4 separate regions of the Mus musculus genome follow, and regions 1, 3 and 4 are each linked to region 2. Evidence: chromatin contacts called from public Hi-C and HiChIP or PLAC-seq data. All regions are on one chromosome and are shown on one strand. The core of a region is the stretch at or near the end of the contact, and the rest is flanking DNA. Distances in the headings are between cores, read along the strand shown.

The links. A called contact is a pair of places that touch in the nucleus more often than the background predicts. HiChIP or PLAC-seq counts read pairs in DNA pulled down with a chosen protein or histone mark.
Region 1: an H3K4me3 HiChIP or PLAC-seq map of bone marrow-derived macrophages shows a contact between it and region 2, with 7 times the contacts expected there. The contact joins two enhancer-like sites. A contact is called at or near these places in 1 of 115 datasets of contacts at active chromatin or transcription factors (bone marrow-derived macrophages) and 1 of 9 other capture datasets (macrophages).
Region 3: a Hi-C map of myeloid progenitors shows a contact between it and region 2, with 2.5 times the contacts expected there. The contact joins two enhancer-like sites. A contact is called at or near these places in 1 of 484 Hi-C or Micro-C datasets (myeloid progenitors), 1 of 115 datasets of contacts at active chromatin or transcription factors (bone marrow-derived macrophages) and 1 of 9 other capture datasets (macrophages).
Region 4: an H3K4me3 HiChIP or PLAC-seq map of bone marrow-derived macrophages shows a contact between it and region 2, with 5 times the contacts expected there. The contact joins two enhancer-like sites. A contact is called at or near these places in 1 of 115 datasets of contacts at active chromatin or transcription factors (bone marrow-derived macrophages) and 1 of 9 other capture datasets (macrophages).

The regions. Positions count from the first base shown.
Region 1 is chr15:6,409,981-6,416,813 of GRCm38.p6, reverse strand. Dab2 (disabled 2, mitogen-responsive phosphoprotein) reads right to left here. Exons shown (of 15, transcript NM_023118.5): 2 at 1-8. Among named protein-coding and RNA genes, the nearest start is that of Dab2, 27 kb to the right of the region's middle. Within about 2 kb of position 1,308, at least 7 of the 459 cell types and tissues checked have an H3K27ac peak or open chromatin away from gene starts, as enhancers often do. A contact at or near this core is called in bone marrow-derived macrophages, where this site is marked.
Region 2 is chr15:5,444,118-5,451,363 of GRCm38.p6, reverse strand. It overlaps the pseudogene Gm46496. Among named protein-coding and RNA genes, the nearest start is that of 5430437J10Rik, 49 kb to the left of the region's middle. Within about 2 kb of position 4,748, at least 126 of the 459 cell types and tissues checked have an H3K27ac peak or open chromatin away from gene starts, as enhancers often do. A contact at or near this core is called in bone marrow-derived macrophages, macrophages and myeloid progenitors, where this site is marked.
Region 3 is chr15:6,051,267-6,058,396 of GRCm38.p6, reverse strand. No RefSeq gene overlaps it. Among named protein-coding and RNA genes, the nearest start is that of Gm41259, 10 kb to the right of the region's middle. Within about 2 kb of position 1,371, at least 72 of the 459 cell types and tissues checked have an H3K27ac peak or open chromatin away from gene starts, as enhancers often do. A contact at or near this core is called in bone marrow-derived macrophages, macrophages and myeloid progenitors, where this site is marked.
Region 4 is chr15:6,322,049-6,328,672 of GRCm38.p6, reverse strand. It overlaps a transcript of Dab2 not described here. Among named protein-coding and RNA genes, the nearest start is that of Gm16311, 15 kb to the right of the region's middle. Within about 2 kb of position 2,327, at least 20 of the 459 cell types and tissues checked have an H3K27ac peak or open chromatin away from gene starts, as enhancers often do. A contact at or near this core is called in bone marrow-derived macrophages, where this site is marked.

The DNA.
Region 1 (6,833 bases), core at 59-2,558, 970 kb before region 2:
AAGTACACCTGAGGGTAGAGGAGAGGGATCGTGATGTAAAAATGTAACAAACCTAAACTCTGACCGCGCATGTCTACAGGGCCAGTTTGCTGTTGGTATATGCTGGCTGGCTGCACGCACTTGCCAACCCTTCCCTGTTAGATGGGAACTTGGAAAGCAGGGTTGTTCCCTTTGAAGCTCCCAGAGGGGAAAGGATTGTTTGGTAAACTTTTCATCAGGTGCTTGATTTCTGGTAGCATTTAATGATTACCTAGCTCAGCAACTTGTGTTAGAACTTTGGCATAAGAATCTACAATCAAAGATAGGAATCAGAAACTGGTTAGGTTTCATAGCAAAATAGAAGCATACCTCCTGAGCTTGATAAGACTGTGACTGATGTTTGAAAGTGGATGTTTGGAGTTTCCTTATGCACAAAATTGCTAAGATTAGGCAACTGTGCTCTAGGGGCATAAAGAAGGACTCGCACCCGGCTTGTATCCCCAGCACCCCTCAAAGTAGAAAAGAGCAGAACTCTTTACTACTTTACTGATAGATCTAAGGATCTATTATTAGGATTCTACATATGACCTCAAGTGCTGTATAAGCACTGTGATTTTAATACCTCCATGACTGTGTGTGTGGAGGGGACAGTAGTGTTGGGAATCAACCTGATAAGCAACGTTAAGTCAGACTCAGAAAGATAATCATTGCCCGTTCTCTCTCATATGTGGATGACATATTAGCAGAATGTGACTTCTTTGGGAAAGAAAGAGAGGGGAAAGCAACAGAAGGAAACATGAGGGGATAAAAGAAAAAATATCAAATATTTCTTTCTTACGTGGTGTACTGGCTAGTTTTGTGTCAACTTGACACAGCTGGAGTTATCACAGAGAAAGGAGCTTCAGTTGGGAAATGCCTCCATGAGATCCAACTGTAAGGCATTTTCTCAATTAGTGATCAAGGGGGAAAGGCCCCTTGTGGGTGGTTCCATCTCTGGGCTGGTAGTCCTGGGTTCTATAAGAGAGCAGGCTGAGCAAGCCAGGGGAAGCAAGCCAATAAAGAACATCCCTCCATGGCCTCTGCATCAGCTCCTGCTTCCTGACCTGCTTGAGTTCCAGTCCTGACTTCCTTTGGTGAAGAATAGCAGTATGGAAGTGTAAGCCGAATAAACCCTTTCCTCCCCAACTTGCTTCTTGGTCATGATGTTTGTGCAGGAATAGAAACCCTGACTAAGACACGTGGGGTCTAGCTTTAAATATATATAGGTCTAGGTCAAATATATCATGCATGTATGGCATGAAAACATAAAGAGGAATAGCTAAAAGAGGAAGGGGCGTAGCTTACGGAAGTTTGGGTGGGGGAAGGTAGTGGGAGAAACTACAAGCAAAGTGTAACGATCTATATTAAAAAGCTGTCATAATGAAACACATTGTTTCAGATGCTATTTGAAAAATCAGTAATAAAAACAAATGACTTCCATTTCTTCCCATCAATATGCTTGTTTATCTGAGAATTTATGGGTGTCTCTTGTACAATTCATGGTGTACATTAATAAATGTCTTTATGGTATTATTCAGCACGAGTGTCTTCCAAACTCATGAGCTTCACAGGCTCTTTATCGGGCCTCCCTGTGTATTGCAGTAGAGAAAACCAGCCCATTGCAAAGCATACAGGGGTAAACTAAGGTTCTAAAGGTTCTTCTACCACTTGGTTTTCTGCTTCTCCACGATGGAGAGGAGCTTGAAAGGGCGAACAATCTGAAACTGTAGACCAAAGGGAAAGAAGAGACTCCATTTGGTTTAGAAGCTTACTGTAACACTCTCTTTGGTCCGGGACACTCCCTTACTGCAGAAGCCTTCTTCATCCTGTACTATGTCCCCCGTGTGTGGCAACACTGTGGACCAAACCTACCACACGGGAAATACCTGCTGTTTTGTAGTCATGGAAGGTTAAAAAAAAAAAAGTCTTTAATTTTTCTTGTTAACTCTTAAAAATCCTCAACACCCCAGGATTACAGGATCAAGGCAGAGAGATTGCACTACTTGTCAAGCAGCAGAACCAGCTTCTATCCTACACATATGGCTCAGAGTCATATGAATCTTATCTTAGAAATCACATTCTTGTTACAGAAGGTGTTTTATTGTATACATGTGATGGTCCATAAATGTCTGTCTAAGACATAGTTCCCTGAGTCTTAGATTGTCCTGAATTTGGGAAGGGATTGAAATCCAATGACTCACGCCCCTACTGTAAAAGGTAAGGAGAGGTCTGAGGGACAGACTCACAAAGCAGGTGGGAACAAGAAGGGCTGGATTTGATGTGTCTGTCAACCAAGGAAAGCCAAGTCACAGCTACTGCCCACCTGAAGCTAGGCGCACAAACTCAGAGTGGACTCTATCTCCAAGCTCCCATAAGCAGCCAAGTATGTCACGTCCTGATTTTGGACTTCGTGCCTTCAGAAGGACTGTGGCAATCACTTTCTCCTGCATTAAGCCACTCACCCATTTTTAATAATTTGATGAAGCAACCAGAATAGTGCATATGCCACCTATTTTTTGTGCGCTTTCATTGGTCTCTGAGATTCTTGGTGACATGAGAGATGATTCTTTTAGTTATATCTATGACCTTCAAATCTTAAAGGTCTTTTCTTCATCTCTGAGGATTCATTACAAACTAAGCAGGGGTGAAACTAAGTTCCTCTTCTAAGGAGCACCAGTGCTCATTCTCCCACATGGCCCCCTTCTCTCCCCCAACCTTGCTCAGACATCATCTTATAAATAAAGAAAATACTTTAGTGTAACCTGACCATTTTAGGATTATTTTCTCTTGATTCTTTCAAGAATAAGCTTGTAAAAGGAAAAGATTGCTACTTTGTGTCTTTTTCCCATTTTCTACCACCCTCAAAGGCCTGTTTGTCTTAACTCTCCTTTCACTTTGCTGATGGTCTCCTGACACACCCAATTGCTTTGCTTTCCATCCATTTGAGTAGTCCTACCCTATGCATCACATGTCTATGCCTTTCTTGAAGCTTTGCATCCTGGCTTATGTTTACTGGATTCCATTGCCATTGTTTTTGTTTGTTTGTTTGTTTGTTTTGTTTTGTTTTTTTGTCACCCTAAATGACACATTTTCTAAATTTAAAAAAAAGGGGGGGGGGCTGGCGAGATGGCTCAGCAGTTAAGAGCACTGACTGCTCTTTCAAAGGTCCTGAGTTCAAATCTGAGCAATCACATGGTGGCTCACAACCACCCGTAATGAGATCTGACACCTTCTTCTGGTGCGTCTGAAGACAGCTACAGTGTATTTACGTATAATAATAAATAAATCTTAAGGAAAATGAATTTAAAATAAAAGGTTTGAAAATCTCCTGTGGGAGTCCCCCTTTTTATTTAAGCAAAGATTTGCTATTTTTGCATCCTATATAACGCTCTTGAATATTTTAGTCCTGATCATCTTCATCCCCTACTCTTTCACATGTGGATGCAAGCTCCAAGCTCACTGTTTCTTTGTGACTGACCTTTGCTTTATGTCCTTACATTTTCCCATTTGCTGAGGTGCCTCTGTCCTTCATCCTTAGGTACCTATTTGTCCCTGAAGATGGGTAGGTCTTCTCTGAAGCTCTCCCTTCTCCCTTCTAAATACCCATGCTGATCACAAGTTCTCCCATAGATCAACTTTATGCTTGTCTGTCAAATCCTCAGGACCAGAATCTCCTTGAAAGGGGAAGATTCATCTGGCGTGTGGGAGCCAGTCATGTGGATGGCAACCTGGACTGTTGGAGCAGTGTAAATATATCAGTTTTTTAATATGTGTATCTGTATTTAATATACTTTTAATTTCCTAGGCCAAGAACAGGAGCCCTAAGGATGCTCTCCAGAATAGACTGCATATTATTCTGTTTATGGGAGGCACCTGCAGTACCTGTGGGTTATCCTTTCCAATCTGCCTTGCTCAGGTTAGCATGATGTTGACTTCAACAGTGATCATGTGGATAGCCAAAGTAAGAGAGATCCAAACTAGGTAGGATTATAGGCTGAGAAACTGTCAGATATCAGAGTTTATTGCCCATCTCAGAAGCCCACTGCCACATCCTCCAACAGGATATTATTTCTGACAAGGAAAGACTTACCTATGTAACATTGTTTTTTAAAGATTTAGCTTACTCAATTTTGCAATTTTGACTCCAACGTTTTACTATTTTAAAGAAATCTGAGAAGTTCCACAAAGCACTCTGATAGACCTAAGAGGGAGCAGTTGGTGGCTTGGCATGTGGATTTAGTCATAACATACAAGTCATACCAGGATATAACTCAAGGCCAGTGTCCATATCAAGGGTTGGCTTCCTGGGTCAAATTAGAAAGGGCAGAAGCTGAGTAGAATTACTTGGCCATGTGTTTTTATAAACAATTCCTGTGCTTCAGACACCAAAGACAACTCTTTGTGTAGAGGAAACACCAAAGATTAACCCTCCACACTCCAGGAAAGTCCTCTGCTGATACTCTGTCTTTGCTCCCTTGTCCTTTTTACTGTAGTATTTTTGAGTCAAAGTTTCACTAAGTCTCTCAGGCTGGCTTCAAGCTTGCTGTGGGCTTTGAAACTGTCACCATCCAGGTTCAGCTACACAAGTGATGAGTGGCTTGTGCCACCACGCTTAGATAAGGCACAGCTTTGATGACATTGTTATTGTTCTAAAGGTGTTTGGCTTCCTTTGATCATATACCCTTTACTGTGTAGGGATAGTTATAGTACCCGAAGAGAAAATAGGGAGGAAAAACTTTGTTATGGACTTCTGAAAGAAAATGGATTTATATAGTCTTTCATTTGCTGTATGATTCTATGGTTCTTATGTTTAAAGAAGGAAGAAATTATCTAGGAACTACACATAGTGGTCAGTAAAAGAAAAGGATTACAGATGCATTCCCCAAGATATATACAAGGGTCATCTCTAAGTAGAGGGTCTCCCCCCCTCCCAGTTTTCTAGAACAGTATGTTTCCTTCATTAGAAGATAGAAAAGGGAAATAAGAGCACATATCTGCAGGAAAAAAACCTGAAGAATCAAAAGTTAGTCTCTATCCCGGGCTCCTTAAGGCATTGTGTAAAACAGAAAACGGTAAGAAGGAAGCTTGGCAAGTCAGTAAGATCAGCTCCACTCGCGTGAAGGCATCTAAGTTAGGCTTTTGGACTCCAGACAGGGCTCCCTGAAGTAACGTGAAAATGGCCCCCTTGCAGCACTGGAGTCCCATGATTTTGGAGCTTGCAACATCTTTCCTGGTTTCTGAGAAGCTCAGAGAGATGCACAACGGAAGGATGCATGAGTCATCTTTGAATGACTATGTCGTCTGCATGAATAAAAAAGTCAGCTATAGTTTGTCTTGTCCTTAAACTGACTCATAGCATTTTGCAACCTGGAAAAGCTAGCACAGTGGACAATAATTAGTCTAGGCTTTATAAGGGGGAAAAAAAAACCCTAACTGACACCTTAAAATTGTTTGCTTTTCCTTTCCATCAGAAGGACTTGAACTGGTGTCTCAGTGGTACTCCTTAATGTCTGGAAGGTTCTGAAGCAACATCATGACACAATTTTACAGGTCCTCTGACCTGCACCTCTAACCTATCTCTTACTCCAATTATACAGAACAATCAGGAATTTGCTCAGTCTCAAGATGCTAGAATAACTTTGAGTTAAGGACTTGACAGTAGCCCCTTTCCACACATAGTAGAGAATCTTATTTCAAAGTTTAGGGTAATATGGTATAAACATCTAATATAGTCAGCCATCCCTATTCAAATGCTCTACATCTGTGAATTAAAAAAAAAGCTGATCAAAAATAGCCAGAAGAAAATCACCTGTACTGAACATATACAGATATTTTAAAAAATTACTTTTCCCTAAATATAATAGTATAAAACTATTTGCCTAACATTTGCATTATTAAGAGAGTATTATTAATACTCTATAGATGATTTGAAATACATTAAAGAAACATAGCAGATGGCTTGAAGCAAACCATGTATGTAGGATTTTGAACATCAAAGAATGTTTAGAACTGTGGGGGAGGGAGAGGATCCTCGAATCAACCCATTGTGGACATCGGGGCATGGCATATACCAAGATCCTAAAACCTTTATCCTGAAAACCATATAAAAGGTGCTTCTATTTTAGGAATAATAAATGCACTGAACAACACAGAACATAACCATGATAAGCTGTTGAGGTCAGAACTGAATTTGTTTTTCTCCTTCCAATGTGGTTTTCTCTTGTCATTTGCTGTTCCCAAATCCCCATCCTTTAACCTGTATTTTCAAAAGTTCACAATCCCAAGGACTTTTTAACATATCAGTTACAGTTCTCACAGAGAACTCCATGGAGTAAAGCTGGGTACAGGAGACTTAAGAAAGCACTTCAAGCATCTTTGCTTTGAGTGCCCAGCACTTTGTCTTGGCCAGGGACCGTGCTTCTCTGTGCGTGATCAGCTGGAGGACAGGACATGTGAAATATTAACCTGTAAGCCAGACCTCAGGACCAGTGGCCGCAAATACCTGTGCCACTGTCTTTGAAGTAACCTCTGAGAAAACACATTGTGATGGGGCTCTAAAGTCTCACACTTGTTGACTTCCTCCCTAACTGCTTCTGTCTTTATGATTCTACTGTGACAGTCTATTCTGCAAGGGCCAGGTCAGACAGTAAGATTTTTGTGGATCAGAAAGATGGCTCAGCGAAAGGTGGTTACTCAGAAAACCTGATGACCTAAATCCAATAGATGGAACCCACAGAAAAATGGAAGGGGGAAAATGACTCCATTGAGTTGATCATTGATGCCCACCACACACTGTTTGACACACATGCAACCAC
Region 2 (7,246 bases), core at 3,499-5,998:
CAATTCGACAACAAAAGGAGATCAAGGGAATACAAATTGGGAAGGAAGAAGTTAAAATATCACTTTTTGCAGATGATATGATAGTATATATAAGTGACCCTAAAAAATTCCACCTGATAACTCCTAAACGTGATAAACAGCCTCACTGAAGTAGCTGGATATAAAATTAACTCAAACAAGTCAATGGCTTTTCTGTACACAAAGGATAAACAGGCTGAGAAAGAAATTAGGGATACAACACCCTTCATAATAGTCACAAATAATATAAAATACCTTGGCGTGACTCTAACTAAGGAAGTAAAAGATCTATATGATAAGAACTTCAAGTCTCTGAAGAAAGAAATTAAAGAAGATCTCAGAAGATGGAAAGATCTCCCATGCTCATGGATTGGCAGGATCAATATCATAAAAATGGCTATCTTGCCAAAAGCAATCTACAGATTTAATGCAATCCCCATCAAAATTCCAACTCAATTCTTCAACGAATTAGAAAGGGCAATCTCCAAATTCATCTGGAATAACAAAAAAACCTAAGATAGCAAAAAATCTTCTCAAGGATAAAAGAACCTCTGGTGGAATCACCATGCCTGACCTAAAGCTGTACTACAGAGCAATTGTGATAAAAGCTGCATGATACTGGTATAGGGACAGACAACTAGACCAATGGAATAGAATTGAAGACCCAGAAATGAACCCACACACCTATGGTCACTTGATCTTTGACAAGGGAGCAAAAACCATCCAGTGGAAAAAAGACAGTATTTTCAACAAATGGTGCTGGCAGAACTGGTGGTTATCATGTAGAAGAATGCAAATTAATCCATTCCTATCTCCTTGTACTAAGGTCAAATCTAAGTGGATTAAGGAACTCCACATAAAACCAGAGACACTAAAACTTATCGAGGAGAAAGTGGGGAAAAGCCTCAAAGAGATGGGCCCAGGGGAAAAATTCCTGAATAGAACAGCAATGGCTTGTGCTGTAAGATCGAGAATTGACAAATGGGACCTCATGAAACTGCAAAGCTTCTGCAAGGCAAAAGACACCATCAATAAGACAAAAAGGCCACCAACAGATTGGGGAAGGATCTTTACCTATCCTAAATCAGATAGGGGACTAATATCCAATATATATAAAGAACTCAAGAAGGTGGACTCCAGAAAATCAAATAACCCCATTAAAAAATGGGGCTCAGAGCTAAACAAAGAATTCTCACCTGAGGAATACCGAATGGCTGAGAAGCACCTGAAAAAATGTTCAATGTCCTTAATCATCAGGGAAATGCAAATCAAAACAACCCTGAGATTCTACCTCACACCAGTCAGAATGGCTAAGATAAAAAAATTCAGGTGACAGTAGATGCTGGCGAGGATGTAAAGAAAGAGGAACACTCCTCCATTGTTGGTGGGATTGAAAGTTTTGTACAACCACTCTGGAAATCAGTCTGGAGGTTCCTCAGATAATTGGACACAGTACTACTAGAGGATCCTGCAATACCTCTCCTGGGCATATATCCAGAAGATGTTCCAACTGGTAAGAAGGACACATGCTCCAGTATGGCTTATTTATAATAGCCAGAAGGTGGAAAGAACCCAGATGTCCCTCAACAGAGGAATGGATACGGAAAATGTGGTACATTTACACAATGGAGTACTACTCAGCTATTAAAAAGAATGAATTTATGAAATTCCTAGGCAAATGGATGGACTTGAAGGGCATCATCCTGAGTGAAGTAACCCAATCACAAAAGAATTCACATGATATGTGCTCACTGATAAGTGGATATTAGCCCAGAAACTTAGAATACCCAAGATACAAGATACAATTTGCAAAACACATGAAACTCAAGAAGAACGAAGACCAAAGTGTAGATACTTTGCCCCTACTTAGAATTGGGAACAAAACACCCATGGAAGGAGTTACAGAGAATATTTGGAGCTGAGACGAAACAATGGACCATCTAGAGACTGCCATACCCGGTGATCCATCCCATAATCAGCCTCCAAACGCTGACACCATTGCATACACTAGCAATATTTTGCTGAAAGGACCCAGATATAGCTGTCTCTTGTGAGGCTATGCTGAGGCCTAGCAAACACAGAAGTGGATGCTCACAGTCAGCTATTAGCTGGATCACAGGGCCCCCAATGGAGGAGCTAGACAAAATACCCAAGGAGCTAAAGGGTTCTGCAACCCTATAGATGGAACAACCATATGAACTAACCAGTATCCCCAGAGTTCGTGTCTCTAGCTGCTTATGTATCAGAAGATGTCCTAGTCTGCCATCATTGGAAAGAGAGCCCCATTGGTCTTGCAAACTTTATATGCCCCGGTACATGGGAATGCCTGGCCAAGAAGTGGGAGTGGGTGGGTAGGGGAGTGGGGGGGAGTGTATGGGGGACTTTTGGGATAGCATTGGAAATGTAAATGAAGAAAATACCTAATAAATAAAAAAAGACTGGTTACAAATATGTAATAAATTTATATACATATATACATATTCGTAAATATATAAATACAACCTGCTCAGTACAAACAATGTTACTTTTCTGTGTATGTTTTCAGAGATGACCATCGATACAGTGCTCCCTGAGGAGTCATAGACTAACATAACCCTAACACCAAGCACAAGAAGCTCTCGTTTTTGTCAGGGTTTTCCAAGAAAATCCCAAAATATTATAGGCTACTGGACTGCCTTTTGTTGCCCCAGAGGTGGGAGGTAAGTCACTATTGCTGAAGACTCCATTCACTTACATGCTATTTTTTTAATTGCTTCCCCAAAACAACCATAGGCTAACACCAACAAAATCCAGGAGCCAGAATGAGAAATTTTCTTTGGAATGTTTAAGAGTTATTCAAGTGACTCCTAAAACAACACAGACTACTATCAATGTAGTCCTCGTTTACTGCTAACACCACACACTTTGAACCCAGAACTCAGATGAGTCAAGTGGATGACTCTAGCTTCTATGATATACAAGTTGTCAGTGGAGGGAGGCAACTCAAGAGTCCTACCCAGCTGCAAAACCTATGAAGCACAACAATGATCAGCATGATAAGATATCCAAAGAATGAAATGAGAATCCCTTGTGTGTTGGTGATAACCAACAGCTGTCTAATTAGACTTAAGTCTCATGCAACAGGAAGGAATTCATGCCTTGTATGGGAAATCTAGCTAGCTTCTCAAGTTTTGTGAGGGCATAGACCTTAGAAAAGAATTTACCACCATGACTTGGCTAAACCAGAGTAATTACTCACTACAACTCAAATCTCATCCTTCAATGCTGTGGGTACAGATAAGTGTAGGTAGCTCCCACACCTCATCAAACAGAGCCTCTATTTACAGCAAATGGAGTCTATCACAAAAAACCCACAGCTGAACACAATACAGCGACAGATCATGAGGAGCCCAGCCTCAATGGATACACTTATATCACAGCTCTTATATCTATGGCTTGGCTCAGGGCATATCCTGGAAGAAAGGGTAAAAAGATTGTCTGATCCAGAACACCAGGAAGTTGGCTGTGAAACAGTCTCTCCTAGAAATGGCTGAATAAACAAGACTGGAACAATTTCATTATCAATAGATCTGGTGACATGAAAGTGGGTAAAATGTCATGGGACCCACCCACAGGCAACTAATAACAGCCAGAGGAGAATTAGCCTCTCCTGGATATAAGTCCCCTTGTTGGTTACTCAATGAATACGGGTCCATATATACACAAACAACCAAAAAAGACCCAGAAAGTTGATTATATATTTGTGGATACTTATGCACGTGCACACACACACACACACACACACACACACACACACACATATGTATATATGAAACAGTAATAATCAAAGAAATAGAGGCTAGCAATGTAAGCATGGGAAGGTCATAGGAGGGATTGGAGGAAAAAATATCTGGGAAGGGGCTGGAGGGAGGAAAGGGGTAGTGGGAAAGGGATGTAATTCTCTTTTAACTAAAAATATATTAATAAAATAGGAGTAAATGAACTTTCATCATTAATGTAGATTGAAGTAATTTATTTTCCTGTCACCTAAATGAGGCTCTCACCCAACATCTTCTCATTCTCATACAGAAGGCCCACACACACACACACACACACACACACACACACACACACACACACGGCTGAAGATTAGTACATTCTTTTGAGAACTACAGGACAAGTTCAAAATGGATATTGTAGCTCCTCAGCTGATCATGTGAAAAATCCCTGTAACAGGGCCTGTCATGCATGACATCATCTGGGTCATAGGTTCTGGTGGGAAAGGTCACTTTAAAGGTCCCTTCTCTTTTAGCTCATTCTAATAATGAAAGCCACCAATGACAGCTAAATGTCATCAACTTTCCAAGGTTCAGACCTGCACCCAGGAACAGGGAATCCAGACCTCCTGACTTGTAGGTTATGATACAGCATCGCCAGGCTGTGACATGTTTGCAGCTCTCACTTCTGCCCTGACACCTCTGCAATGCTACAGGGGGTTTCCTACATCTCCCCTCCTCGTGCTTTTCTGAACTCACCCAGATTTTATTTACATATGCTTCACTAATCCTCAGTGGCCCCAGGCAGTAATTATATTAAACCCCCAAAAACGAATAAAATAGTTAATATAAAACTATAACATTGCTGTCAAAAGGAAGACGATAATTGTGACATGGGCTCCAGGGAAATGGAGAAGTGGTCAAGTCACTTTGCTATTTTTACCTGCCTCTAATTATAGAAGGAACTGTATGTGTTTAATCAAATGTGCAATCACACAGACAGTGACTCAGAGCTCTGAGAAGAGTCAAACCACGTTGACAGCAACTATGCTCAAAAGATCCTAATCTTTCACTTCTGCTATTACTTTATTCATCTTCCGGGTGTTAATAAATCAACATTGGCCTGGAGGTTCTCGTCTGTAAGGTGAAGGACTTGGACAACAGGATCTCTAGTTTCCTTTCCAGGGAAAAGTCTATGCTTTTGAGGGATTACAGAAAAGGAAACAAGGATACAGTGTAAAGTTGAAGAGTTACACAGAAGAAAACAGGAACCAGGAAGTAAAAATTTATAGTCTCCAGACATCCAGGCACCTTCCCCGACAGAGGAGGGCTCTGCTGCAGAGCACCTGGGGGGAGCCATCTTGGGTCCCAGATCCCTCAAAGACTAGTCTGCCCAGGCGAGAGTGCGGACTACAGAAGCTACACAGCTTCTACAACAGGCAGAAGCAACACAGCTTCTGGAACAGAGCCCATTTCGGGCTCCAGACATCCCGGCACCTTCCCTGACAGAGGAGAGGTATCTGCCCTGCCCAGGAGGGCTCTACAACAGAGCACCTGGGAGAGCAATATTGGGTACCAGATCCCTCAGAGACTAGTCTGCTCAGGTGAGAGAACACACTACAGAAGGTATACAGATTCTGGGACAGGCCCTGTTTCAGGACTTCATCTTAAGCCAGGAGGGAGGTCCAAACACAAGATATCTGTGCACCTTCCCTGAAAAAGGAGAACTTGCCTACAGAGAGTACTCTGACCACTGAAACTCAGGAGAGAGCTACACTACCAGATCTGCTCACAGAGGCTAACAGAATCACAGGAGGAGCAAGCTCCAATCAGAGACAACTATAACAACTAACTCCAGAAATTACCAGAGGGCGAAAGGCAAACATAAGAATCTTACTAACAGAAACCAAGACCACTCACCATCATCAGAACCCAGCACTCCCACCTCAGCCAGTCCTAGATACCCAACACACCCAAAATGCAAGACTCGGTTTTAAAATCATATCTCTTGATGCTGGTAGAGGACATCAAGAAGGACTTTAATAACTCACTTAAAGAAATACAGGAGAACACTGCTAAAGAGGTAGAATCCCTTAAAGAAATACAGGAAAACACAACCAAACAGGTGATGGAATAGGACAAAACCATACAAGACCTAAAAGGGAAACTAAACACAATAAAGAAAACCAAAAGTGAGACAGTGGTGGAGATAGAAACCCTAGGAAAGATATCTGGAACCATACATGTGAGAATCAGCAACAGAATACAAGAGATGGAAGAGAGAATCTCACATGCAGAAGATTCCATAGAGAACACCGGCACAACAGTCAAAGAAAATGCAAAATGCTAAAAGATCCTAACTCAAAACATCCAGGAAATTCTGAACACAATGAGAAGAGCAAACCTATGGATAATAGGAGTAAATGAGAATGAAGATTTTTCAATTTAAAAGGCCAGCAAATATCTTCAACAAAATTATAGAAGAAAACTTCACAAACCTAAAGAAAGAGATGCCCATGAACATACAAGAAGCCTACAGAAGTCCAAATAGACTGGACCAGAAAAGAAATTCCTCCCAACACATAATAATCAGAACAACAAATGCATGAAATAAAGATAGAATATTAAAAGCAGTAAGGGGAAAATGTCAAGTAACATATAAAGGCAGGCCTATTAGAATTACACTAGGTTTCTCACCAGAGCCTATGAAAGCCAGAAGATCCTGTACAGATGATATGCAGACCCTAAGAGAACACAAATGCCAGCCCAGGCTACTATACCAAGAAAAACTCTCAATTACCATAGATGGAGAAACCAAAGTATTCCATGATAAAACAAAATCCAAACAAAATCTTTTCATGAATTCAGCCCTTCAAAGGATAATAAAGGGAAAACACCAACACAAGGACAGAAACTACACCCTCATAAAAGCAAGAAAGTAATCCATCAAGAAACCTAAAAGAAGACAGCCACAAGAACAGAATCCCAACTTTAACAACAAAAATAACAGGAAGCAACAATTACTTTTCTTTAATTTCTTGTAACATCAATGGACTCAATTCCCCAATAAAAAGACATAGACTAATAGACTGGTTACAGAAACAGGACCCAACATTTTGTTGCTTACAGGAAACCCATCACAGGGAATAGGACAGACACTACCTCAGAGTTAAAGGCTGGAAAACAATTTTCCAAGCAAATGGTCTGAAGGAACAAGCTGGAGTAGCCATTCTAGTATTGAATAAAATTGACCTCCAACACAAAGTTATCAAAAAAAGAAAAGGAGGGGTACTTCATACTCATCAAAGGGAAAATCTACCAAGATGAACTCTCAATTCTGAATATCTATGCTCCAAATACAAGGGCAGCCACATTCATTAAAGAAACTATACTAAAGCTCAAAGCACACATTGCACCTCACACAATAATAGTGGGAGACTTCAACACACCACTTTCATCAATGGACAGATCAT
Region 3 (7,130 bases), core at 122-2,621, 610 kb before region 2:
AAGTTTTGGTAGACGACAACAACGGGCAATTGAATGCCTCCAACCAACAACTTAAGTTTCCCATGCCTACCACTGGGGATTCTGCTAGTCTAAAGCTGTTAGGGCCAGAATTATCACCCTGTGTGGCACACACACACACACACACACACACACACACACACACACACACCCCACAGACACACTATGTTGATAAAATCTTTCCAAAGGCTGAATTCTTGTTGGAAGTTTATGTGTAGTTATGGCCCAGATGAGTGTACTCTATTGAATATTTAAAGGTTTTTTAATAAACGTCTCCCCCTGAAGTTTTAACTTCTGAAGTGGTAAGTTATTCAGAGGACATTTTAAATGATTTTAGTCTATATGTTCTGGTTTTACAAAGTACTCTTTTCTTCTTGTTAGGTTTTGGGTTTTTAGGCTTTTGTAAAATCTCATTATACTTTGACTTAATTAATATTAATTTGTTGACATCACACATACTGTGGGATCAAATTTATATTTTGCAATCATGAGAGAGAGAGAGAGAGAGAGAGAGGGAGAGAGAGAGAGAGAGAGAGAGAGAGAGAGAGAGAGAGAGAGAGAGAGAGAGAGAGAGAAAGAATTATCTAGAACATTGGGAATTTAATTTATCCTGTGAAGTATGTTGTCCTTACCTCACTTTTTCTGTAACAGTACTAGCTTGATTTATGACCAACTTTTCTTGTTAGCCAAAATATCGAAATCTTTCTTGGATTTCTATGTTTAGAAATATACACATGCAAAAGTCATTTGCTGTCTGCCACAGAAGAAAAGACTCTGAAAAAGACTGAGCTAGCACATTATAATTCCTTCTCTTAAAGTCGGGAGTCGGTAGGAAGGGAAAGGGCGCTCAACAGATGTAGAGAAATTTGGTGAAGAAGTAGAGATAAAGACTCCTTGTGACCTGCACATCCCTAGCCTTGCTTGGACACATCAGTACAGGGGAACGCCAGGGCCAAGAAGCAGAAGTGGGTGGGTAGGGGAGCAGGGCGGAGGGAGGGTATAGGGAAATTTTGGGATAGCATTTGAAATATATCTAAAGAAAATATCTAATAAAAACAAAAGAAAAATGAAAATAGCGCCCCAGGAGCTCTGAGAAGTTCCTGATGTGTTTCCCATATCCAGCCCCCAGATAATTAGCTAATATGAAGCACTCACATGGTTCATTGGGAGTTGGCAGCACTTTGTTCGCTCTCCCCACAGCAACCCCCGCCCACCCCCCTCTGCCCTGTTGTTACTGCCACTGCTGCAGCAGCTGCTGCCTCCGAAATAGCTTGAGTCTGAAGTCAGCCTGGCTGTGGTCATATTTCTTCAGCTAGAGGATATTGTGAAAGCCTGCCACTACAGTAACAGATGAGTGTTCTGCAGGTCATGCTGGAAAACAATGAGCTAGTGACAGAGGCTCCCGCAATTGCAATCTGAGGCATTAAGCCTGTGTGAATCCTGAGTCAGGTCCCAGATCAGACTTTACATCCCTTGCTCCCTGGCACTGCGACTGGCAGGATCCACAGGTGGGCAGGTGTTTTGTTCTAAGTTAAAAAAAAAAAAAATCCCCTACACTAGGTAATCGAGCCTCCACAGGACCAAGGGCCTTTCCTGCCATTGATGCCCCACAAGGACATCCTCTGCCACATATGCACCTAGAGACATGGGTTCCCCCATGTGTACTCTGGTTGATGGTTTAGTCCCTGGGAGCTGGGGGGTGGGAGGTGGAGGAGGCTCATTGGTTGATGTCCTATGGGGTTGCAAACCCCTTTCAGCTCCTTCAGTCCTTCCCCTAACCTCCATTGGGGTCCCCGTGCTCAGTTTTGGCTGTGTGCAACCGCATCTGTATTGGCCAGACTCTGGCAGAGCCTCTCAGGAGTGCTAAGGAGGTGAGGTGGGAGTGGGTGGGTGAGCACCCTCATAGAAGCACGGGGAAGGGGATGGGAGAAGGGGTTTGCGGAGTGGAAACTGGGAAAGGGGATAACATTTGAAATGCAAATAAATAAAATATCAAATAAAAAAATAAAAGGAAAAATTATCCATTATTTTCATATTGCTGATGGATTTTATTTTTCATGAAGGTCAGGGTTCAATTTCCTAGGTCTTGAGTTTTGAGTCAAATATTGCCTCTTTATATTTCAAGATAACAAATGAAGTTGTACGAAACTTATTCAGATCTTTCTGAGTAAGAAGAAAACCAACCAAACCAAACCAACCAACCAAACAAAAAACCCTTAAAAACCCAAACCAAACCAAACCAAACCAACCAACAAACAACAACAATAAAAACAAGTAAAAAATGGAAGAAACCCCAAGGGTAGCAATTCTAGTCAGATTCAAGCTATTAACTGAAATGAATAGTAGAATCATTGCCACAGACTTGACCAGACTACATATTTTCATTTTCTTGCCACAATAGCTCAGGCAGTGATCCCAGTGTTGGCAGAATTGGCACACATGTGGCTCATATTTGGTTCGCAGATAATCCTTCTTGGTGTGTCCCCACGTGATGGAAGGAGGAAGGCTGATCTCTGGGGTCCTTATTGGCCAGAACACTGACACCCAACCCTGAGAGATTTGCCTCTTTCAGTCTCCCAAAGCCCCACTTCTTAGTGTGACTGCTTTGAAGGAAAGGATATTAATGTCGCAATTTCACACAGGTTATGAGGAGATAAAGCAGGGGAATAAAGGCACCTCACTCTTCTGGCGGGTCAAGCAAAATTCCAAAATTAAGAGGACAATTTATCATTTCGGAACTGTAGCAATGTTGTCAGGTATTATTATTTTTTTTTTTTTTACCACCAATATCTTTTTGTCTTTAAGGAAACCAAGAAAATGACAGTTACTGAAAGTATGTCATCTGTATTGTTTACTGGCTTTTATGTCACAACAGACTTGAAATCTCTTGGGATGTACCATCTTTATAACAATAGCCTCATTGTTTCCTTACATTTAAATTTTTTCAAAACCACAAAGGAGATATAAAACTGACTTAAAATTCAACCAATGTAAAAATCTAGTGATACTATTTTTTTGGGGAAATTATCACAAATATTTCCCGTGCATGTATGTGCACAGAGAGAGTGGACTATCAGGAACATGGAGAGTGACTATAACAAGCACACATAGCTAGCTCTACTATCTTAGCCACATTGGCAGGCATTAGTTTTAAAACATCCAGATTCCTGTATGTGACTCATTTTAACAGAATCTTAAGCCTTCTACTGTGTTTTTTTCCAGGTTCACTGTCACCTCTGCTCTTAAACACGTGGGAATCAGCTTGGACACTCAAGACTTCAGTGGACAAAACAAGGTTGAATTTTAATAAAGAGAAAATTTATATTCTGCTTTAAAGGAAACTTAAAAAGAGTGTGGTAATCCCAGCACTGGGGAGGCAGAGGCAGAGGCAGGCAGATTTCTGAGTTTGAGGCCAGCCTGGTTTACAAAGTGAGTTCCAGGACAGCCAGGGCTACACAGAGAAACCCTGTCTCGAAAAACAAAACAAAACAAAACAAAACAAAACAAAACAAAACAAAACCCAAACAAACAAACAAACAAAAAAAGAGTGTGGTAATATATCACCATTGTGGCTTGTTTTGTTTAAGCCACTCTTCGGTGCTACTGGGTTTTATTCAATTCTTCTGGCCACTGATATTGAACTTCTAAGAGCATGGGTTAGATGTTGTGAGGGATATTCTACCTGGACATTCAAATGTTTGGGGGTTTTTGCCTTTCAATTTCCTCCTACTTTACACCATCTCTTGTTTCATGCTATTACTATCTAATTTTTTTGTAAAGATGAGGAATTCACATGATTTTAAGAAGTAAGACTTTTGTTAGATGTATCTCACTGCTATTCCTACCTGGAAGATTCTCACAACCTTCTACCAAAGGATAACTGCCATCATGTATATATACCCAAAGGCTTTTTAAGCATGATACGGTATTTAATCCTGATTTCCCTCAAAACATGCTGTGATGTGCTCTCCACCATGTTTATTTTTCATTTATTGTTTTGTAGGTTTTGTTCGTGTGAAAACAGAGAACTTTCTCTTGTTACATGTAAGAGTAATACTAGTCCCATTGCAATGATCATGTTGTCATTTACAGAGGCACCGTCTTCTATTAGTAGACACTAGGAGTGACTTGACCACTTGAAAATCACAAATAATACTAAATACTCGTGTGAATGTAAGTTTGGTTTTAGAAGAGATTTACTGGTATGCACTCCTTATCAACTACATCTGATTGCCCCTTGCTCTACAGCTTCAATAAAGTAGCTAAGTCAACTTTCACTTTCCTCACATTTGACAAATAAAAGTTATATTGTTACCATAGTCTTGCTTTGCATGTGTTTGGATATAGTTCAATGTGTTTAAATTTGTTAATATTTTCTTATTCTTTGCTTGTTTATTTATTTGGTTCTTGGCAATTTTAAACTGAAGTTGTTCTTTCTATGGGAACAGCTAATAAGTTTGTACTTATCTTGCTGATTAGGGTGCTCCAACACCAAATGTTCAATGAACATTGTATTTAAGGACCACGAAATTAGGGAATAAGTAATTCATCTTTACAATGTATATGTGTAAATATAATTATAATAAAGAGCACCAATAATGTTTGTGGTGGTAATTCCAGCATTCTGAGACTTGGAAAGATAAAGCATTTTCCTTTTTGTCTAATTGATATTTTTAATTTCTCATTCTTTCAAAAAACATTCTGCAAGTTGGTTTTCCTCAAGGGATTCATGTCCATATGGAAGTGCTGACTCTTTCCTGATGATGTTACCTCACAGAAGGTGAACAACAGATTGTTGTGGGAGAGAAAGAAATGCAAAGTGTGCCCAAGGCAACTTTAGTCTTTGTCCTACAAATCAGAAATAGGCCATTGTGCTGATCTGACATTATTTTAATTTTCCAAACATATGTGTCTGATTTTATACACACATGGTAAACACACATTCATGTTTGGTGTCTAGAAGTTACATATCTAGGTTATCTGTGTAGTTCATATTTACAGTTGTGATCTACTAGATTGACATAGCAGAATCAAATAAGAAGTCATCAGGGTGGAAACGTGACGTGGCTCAGGGGTTTAAAGTTCTTCTGAGCAAGTCTGGCTACCTGAGTTTAGAACCCCAAACTTTTATAAGGTAGAAAAAGAAAAGAGACCCCATGAAATTATCTGCTTTTACTTCCACATGTGGCAATACTTACATCACATCATCTATATGTAATATTATATGTACATTTAATAAAATTAATTTTAAAATTGCCTTCTTTTTCTGCTTTCTTGAAGCCATGTAGGGACACATTTTTCTTCACCAGGACAAGATATAAGTTTTAAAAAACATAGTTAACAAATCCTATTCATTCTTTCCTCAAACATAGACTCAAATCAAAATTAAAAGTCTCACCACATTTAAGAGTCACAAGCTTCAAGTGGCATTAAATATAACATTTTTCTGTTCTTTTAGCACAGAGTCTGAAGTGGGATGCCTACAGTGGAGAGGCCTGATGAAGCTGGAGCATTCTAGGATTCTGAACTGGGAATATAGGAGAATAACAAAGATGGAGAAAAGACGAAAAGACAACTTTCTTAGGTGGTACTCTGATTCTTGGAATTAGTCTTTTATGTGTATACTTGTCTAGGTAAGTATGGACACTATATAGCAAAATGGTAAAATTGGTCTTTGCAATTGCTAGGTAAATAATATGTAATTAAATTATGATTTAATTGGATGTTAGAAAAAAATAGTTGGTTTTTGAGAGAACCAATTTTCAATGAAAATGTCATAACATGTCATAAATTAATATTACAGTTTTCTTAAAAATGAGAGCAAAGGCAAAAGACATTAAAAGAAGTGGGAGAACAGTAATTTATTTACCTTTTTCAAGCACTTTATGAGTTAAAAAATAAAAACATTGTTAGGTTATATTCTCTTGAGTTAAGATATTCTAAGTATAAGAATACAACAGAGTTCTAGGAAATTTGAGAAAAATATTTTGAAAAAATTGATAAAATATAGAGATAATTCTCTTACAACATTGAAAATTACAATTTCTATAAAAATGAAAGAATTTAATGTCATAAAATCCTACCCTACTAAAGCCTGTATTTTTAAAACTCAGTTATTTTTTTTAAGTCATCAAAATAATTTGTAACAGTTAAATGTCTCTTAAATTATATACATGGTATATTCTGAAGCTAAAAGTAATATGCACTCAACCAGTTTTTAAAATATATTTGGAACATTAAACATGATAGAAGTAGAAGAAAATCTCTTCTTAAGTCCTCTATGAAAGGAAAGTGTGTTCCTGATTAGACAGAAGCTGTTCAGTCTCCAAGGAAAAATATGCAGTATAACTGTGGCTTCATAGAATGAATTGGGTAGTATACTTTCTGTTTCTATTTTGTGGAATAGTTTGAAGAGTATTGGTATTAGGTCTTTGAAGGTCTGATAGAATTCTCCACTAAACCCATCTGGTTCCAGTGTTTTGTTTTTTTTTTTGTTTTTTGGGTTTTTTGTTTGTTTTTTGTTTTTGTTTTTTGGCTTGGGAGACTATTAATGACTGCCTCTATTTCTTTAAGGATTATGGGACTGTTTAGTTTGTTTATCTGATCCTGTTTTAACATTGGCACCTGGTATCTGTTAGAAAATTGTCCATTTCATCTAGATTTTTCCAATTTTGTTGAGTATAACTTTTGCAGTAGGATTTGATAATTTTTTGATTTTTCACTGTTTCTGTTTTTATGTCTGATTTTATTAATTTTGATACTGTCTCTGTGCCCTCTGCTTGGTCTGGCTAAGGGTTTATCTATCTTGTTGATTTTCTCAAAGAACCAGCTCCTGGTTTGGTTGATTCTTTATATAGTTCTTTTTGTTTCTATTTGGTTGATTTCAGCCCCGAGTTTCATTATTTCCTGCCTTCTACTCCTCTTGGGTGTATTTGCTTCTTTTTGTTCTAGAGCTTTCAGGTGTGATGTCAAGCTGCTAGTGAAAGCTCTCTCCAGTTTCTTTTTGGAGGCACTTAGAGCTATGAGTTTTCCTCTTACTACTCCTTTCATTGTGTTCTATAAGTTTTGGTATGTTGTGTCTTCATTTTCATTAAATTCTAAAATGTCTTTAA
Region 4 (6,624 bases), core at 1,078-3,577, 880 kb before region 2:
TAGTCCTCACAAAACAAATTATGTCATTGTTTCAATATGATTTATTTTTTACATGTTTCCCTTCAAGTATGAGGAGACTTTTTTTTTTTTTTTGACAGTCATGCTAACAGAGGAATGGATACAGAAAATGTGGTACATTTACGCACTGGAGTATTATTCAGTAATTAAAAACAATGAATTTATGAAGTTCTTAGGCAAATGGATGAAACTTGAAAATATCATCCTGGGTGAGGTAACCCAGTCACAAAAGAACACACACAGAATGCACTCACTGATAAGTGGATATTAGCCCAAAAGCTCAGAATACCCAAGATACAATTCACAGACCACATGAAGCTCAAGAAGATGGAAGATCAAAGTGTGGGTACTTCAGTCCTTCAGAGAAAGGAGAACAAAATACTTACAGGAGCAAAGATGGAGAAAAAGTGCAGAGCAGAGACTGACGGAAAGACCGTCCAGAGACCGTCCCACCTGGGGATTCATTCCAGATACAGTCACCGAACTCCGACACTATTGTGGATGCTAAGAAATGCTTCCTAACAGGAGCCTGATATAATTGTCTCCTGAGACGCCCTGCCAGAGCCTTACAAATACAGAGTCTGATGCTCACAGCCAACCATTGCATTGAGTGGGGTGTCCCCAATGGAGGAGTTAGAGAAATGACTGAAGGAGCTGAAGGGGTTTGCAACCCCATTGGAAGAACAACAATATCAACCAATCAGATCCCCTAGCGCTTCCAGGGACTAAGTCACCAGTCAAGGAGTACACGTGGCTCCAGCTTGCCAGGCATCAATGGGAAGAGAGGAGGTCCTTGATCCTATGAAGGCTCCATAGATGGCCCAGTGTAGGTGGGTGGGTGGAGGAACACCCTCATGGAAGCAGGGGTAGGAGCGATGGGATAGGGCATTTCCAGGAGAGGGAGGGGGTAAACTGGGTAAGAGGATAGCACTTGAATTGTAAATAAATTAAAAAAATAAATTAAAAAATATTTAAAAAATAGTCATGCTAACCTGCTCTTTAATGTGACAGATGTTGGGAGATGGAGGGATTTTGAGTTTGGATTGTAACGCTCTGAGATTCCATCCGAGTTCTGCTCTAGACTATTCAAAAGAAGGACTTCACAGTTTGTTCTGCTGCCTCAATATTTAAGTTCTTTAAAACTTTAATAATAGTAATAATAATACCAACTTTATGTTTTCTTTGAAAAATGCTTAGCCAATTATCATTATTTTAGAACTCAGAAATTATTTTACCATGCAAATCCAGTAATGTCTACCATTTTCACGCTGACAGTAGTGAGGTTTTGACCAAATTTGGAAATGAGCTTGGGTGGTGACCAGATCATTCTTTGTCTTTTCATTAAACATTCCTTTGCTCGAAACTTTCAAAACCTGGCTTTGTTCTTGACAACTTCATACATGTATACAATGAATTTTACTCTCTCTGTTCCCTATTCATCTTTCTTCTCCTTCTTTTCTTCCTGTAAAATCCAACTCCCCAGCAAGGCTTCATCCTACTGTGTGTCAGTGAGTGTGTGTGCATGTATGTGTGTGCACACATGTGCCAATGAATTTAGTTTGAGGTGACTGCATTCTTTGTTGTTGTTTTGTTTTGCTTGGAACAAGGTGTCTTGGAGTCCAGGCTAATTTCAACTTCCCTGTGTAGCTGATGCTGGCTTTGAACCAGCTGTCCCTTCTACTTTCAATTGTTGTGCTTATCAGGATGGGTAGCCATGTCCAGCCTGTCTTTTCTTTTCTCTCTGTCTCTGTGTCTCTCTGCCATTCTGTCTGCCTTTCACTCTCTCTCTTTCTTAAGCAGGCTATTATGCTATTGATGAGGTGGATGCCTAGAATACAGTGCGTAGCCTTGGTTGGACTTAAATGCACAATAACTCTCCTTCCTCAGTCTCCTGAGTGTGGGCATTATAGTTATGAGATATTATACCTGGCTTTGAAGCTGGGATTTTACATATTATTTCTTATTAGGGTTTATGTGGCTATAAGATGAAATGTGGATTTGGTATCTGAACACCTTATGATAAAATGATGCTTATAAACTTGACCCATTACTGTATTTGTTAAAATATATGTGTGTCATTCCACTTTCTCTAAACTGCCTTCATACTCAGCAACCTCCCATAAATTACTAAGCATATAGTACTATTGCCTGTTTTAAGTCAATGTTTTGGAATTTTTGTCTTAAGCATAAAGAAGTGAGTAAGTAATGAAATGGGATTGCTTACATCGACATTTTCCCCAACTTATTTGGTGATTGTGAAATAGTGCCGGCCACCGAAGAAGGGAGATAGTGGTACAAATCTTGAAATGATGTAATCATTTCTGAAACACTACGATGCAATCCTTTCTTCTAACTGCAAACTATGATCTGCAAAACTGGGGCAGGGGGTGGGGAGATTGATTCAATTAGAGAGAAGGAAACTGAATTATGAAGTTTGGATATAAATTCTCAGAAAAGCCTGTACTAGGAGTGCATTGCTTGTGAGTAGGCTGTTTCCTCTGATCCTGAGTCATACTGGCAGCTGGCTAATTCATTCCCTTATTTCTTCATTCTACAAGCTGTTTACCGATCACCTGCTATGTGCTAGACACTGTGCTACATGCTGGGGAGGGCTAGGCACATTGCTCAGTGGGAAAATATTTGTTTAGCCTAAGGAAGAGGTTTTCTTCCTAGCATGCCATACCCCCCCACAGAGAGAGAGGGGGGGGAGCAGGAGGGGGAGGGGGAGGAGGAGGGAGAGGGAGAGACAGAGACAGAGACAGAGACAGATAGAGACAGAGACAGACAGAGACAGACATACAGAAAGAGAAGAGAGACAGAAAGAGATACAGAGAGAGATAAAGAGACAGAGAGAGACAGAACGAGAGAGACAGACAGACAGACAGACAGACAGACAGAGAGGTGAGACGAAGGATTGGAGCAAGGCACAAGCTATGTGGTTACAGGTGTAATCAGTGCAGGCATGAGGAAAGCTGGTGATGAGAAGCAGTCAGAAGTAAAGCAAGAGCCAACAGAACTGGATAAACACGCTGGGTGAAGTGTTTAGAGAAAGGGACCAGCTAAGAGCAACTGTAAGGGTTTTTGACTGAAACACTAGAAGTGTCCAGTGATCCTGTTAGGTGGTTTTCTTAATAATACAATCTCTGCTTCCAGGAGGAGAGGGAAAGCAAATCAGGAAACACGTTTTCTTTCTCTTTTTCTTTTTCTTTTCTTTTCTTTTTTTTTTTTTTTTTTTTTTTTTTTTTTTTCGAGACAGGGTTTCTCTGTGTAGTCCTGGCTGTCCTGAACTCACTTTGGAGACCAGGCTGGCCTCGAACTCAGAAATCTGCCTGCCTCTGCCTCCCGAGTGCTGGGATTAAAGGCGTGCGCCACCACGCCCGGTTTATTTTTCTTTATGCTCTTGAGATGTGTAGGTTTTATTGGCCAAGACCTGTAACGATATTGGCCACCACTTTTACTTGATACACTACTTCAAGAAAGGAAGTCATACAAATGAGGTTTCAGCAGGGAACTTGGACAGCAGTGTTGATCCACATTTGCTAAGCATATTTGTAAGTGAATACATTCTCCTGGCCTCATTGAAGACTTAAAAGATACTTGACACCGTGTGTTCTATATTTGAGTGTTCAACACAAAAATTCCCTTTGGTTGATTCAAGCACTGGGTTCATAATCCGTTTATTACTAGCCCTTTCTCCTAGTCTGATGAGAACTATTGTGCTTATGAGGAGAGCTTTTGTATTTTGTCTGGTGAAAACCATTGTGTTTTATAAATCCATCTAATGACGTGAGCACTTATAAAGCAATTTGAAAGTAGCTTATAAGCTACAAAATATTTATGACTCTTTTGTTGTATGTCATTGTAAAAATACATTTATCAATCTTTGAGATTGTACGATCTGATCATATATACTCCCATTCCTACTTCTAACTCTTCCCAGAGAATCTGTAGATTCTTATTGATGTTTTACAGAGGCCCCGAGACTCAAAAAATTTTATACAAAAATCAGCCAGTCTGATTATGCGGTTTTGAACAATAACGAGTTTTTCAGCTAGTAGAGAAGGAAAAACAATGAATTGCATCGTAGATTAGTTCTGTTATATTATAGGCACAACCAGTCTGCCTATAGAGTAGCTAGGGGTATATTATGGAATAGAGGTTTGTGGCTACTAAGAGTAAGATGATATGAGACAGGTAAGTTTTATGTTTATATGTACACACACACACACACACACAAACAGAGGATTGTTATTATTTAAATATTAGGTTTTACTATGCATCCATGGCTGACTTGGTATTACTGTGTTGCACAGGCAAGCTTTGACTCAGTGTAATCTTCCTGCTTCAGACTCCTCAGTGCTGAGATGACAGTCAATGCCATCACTGACTTTTTCCCCTTTCCTCTCCCCGCTCTTGTCCATGCCTCCTTTCTCCTCCCCTCCCTTCTCTTTTCTCTTTTCTCCCTACATCCTTTACCTCCTCCTATCCCTTCCTTCCATCTCTTCTCCCCTCTCCTCTCATTTCCCTTCCTATGTATTTTCTTTTTGACCTAATTTTGTACTATATAGCCCAGACTAGCCTGGTCTCCAAGTCATTAGGTAGCCCCAGCTAGCTTCAAATGTACAATCCATCTGCATCAGCACTCCGAATGCTATGACTATAGGCATAGTTCACCATGCCCTGCTCATTTTTAAGCATCTCCTTTAAAGCCTGTTAGTTAAGACTCTATTAACATATGGAGCTGCAGTGTTTTGGAAGAACCTTTGCAGTCATCTAGTTCCACAAAAATGCTTGAGATCATGTGCCAAGTCTGACAGATTGATGGATGCTCACTGGAGCAATGTGCTAAGAAATGTGCCGAAGCTGCTTCTGGGGAGAACGTAAAGTTTAGTGCGCAAATGAGCAAATGGCTGTGAGAGGGAATGGAACGTGTCTCTGCACAATTACACACATCCATCCGAGTCTGGTTCAGCCTTCCACTGCAGGGAAACTTCCCTGAGGTCTCACAGCTTGTCAGTGAGCCCAGGAGTCTCCAACTCTGAAATAGTAATTCTTGACGCAAACGTCAGACACTATGCTGTCTCTGATATTATAAAGTCAGTCTGGCCTGGGTACACAGTTCTGTTATTGGCTACTCAGGAAGCTGAGGCAGTGGGATGGAGAGTTTAAAGTCTGCTTGGCCTTGTGTAGCTCTTCAAAATTCAAACCTTCTCTTTGGGGTATAAGGAGACTCCTAAGACTTGGAAAGCTAAAGGAACAGGACTCAAGGAATTCTTCCACAAGGTTGCAATCTGGAAACTCTGGAGAGAGGCAACCCTTGGAGGAGCTGCCTACAACCTGCAGCTTTTACGTCATCTCCCATTCCCAGGTGGGTTTTTGGCGGTACACTGCATGCTAGGCTCCACGCTCCTGTATATAACCTCTCACTCACTAACTGTAAGGACCCCAATGCATTCACTAGTTCCCAAGCAAGAAACAGGTAGAATACTTTCTTTAGTCTAATAATCCTTAGTCAGCCCCTATTTGGAATGTTCACATTTCCTCCGAAAAGTCACAGGACAGCTGAGGTACAGAGGGAACTCAAGACTAAACTGGGTAACTTAATGATTCTTTATTTTTGTTTTTGTTTTTAAAGGTAGGGAAACTGGGGATATAGCTTGGTAATTGAATACTTGCGAAGCCCTTGTTTGGGTCTGAAACATCATAAACAAAGCAAGCAAGCAAGCAAACAAATAAATAAATAAATAAAAAACATTACTCCTATGAATACATGCACATATACTTCTCTGTATGCTAAAAGCATGAACATTAAATTCAATAGCTTGCAAACCAGAGCTCTCACTAATTAAGTAAGTGTGAGCTAGTGAGTTTTTATGACATAGGCAAGGGAAGTTCCTTAGGTTCTTTCAAGAGCCTTTTTATTTGTTTCTTTCTATAAATTAAAAAGAAACTACTATGATTTGGCATGAAATAGAAACAATGAAATAAAAACCCAGGTTTGTAGACTACTATGGAGTGGATTTACAGCTAATGCTATGATCTACAAACACTGGCATAAGGGATTTTTTTTTCTCTTTCTTCCCAGTGGAGGAATGGAAAGGAAATGTCTGAGAAACAGCTGGAAATGATTGCTGAGCATTGTGAACAGGGCCGTGAAATGCCACGGATTCAAAGAATCACTGCAGAAGCTGGGACTGTGTCCCCTTGAAGACGTGTCTGGACGTTGGGTTAAGCCCTTACCCTGGCCTTTTCTTGGATTAAACTTCATGGACTCTGTCTTCCGACACTTGAAGGAAATTCTTTTCTTCTTGACCACTTTCTTTCTGCTTTACCTAATTTGTCATTGAAACATTACTTAATGAGTTAGCTAACTAACTTGAGATGGTCTTGCTAGAGCAGGCTTGTCTGGAGCTTCTGGTGATCCTCCCTTCTGTGCATCCTGAGCTGGGCAAAGAGGCTTTGGCCATCACTCCTACCTCCTTCTCCCCACCTCACAGCAACCAAATCTTCCAGAACATACCTTGTAATTCTTTCATTTTAGCCCATTATAATTCATAAAAGCAACAACTGATAAACAACCATGATACGATTTTGCACACCCAAGAG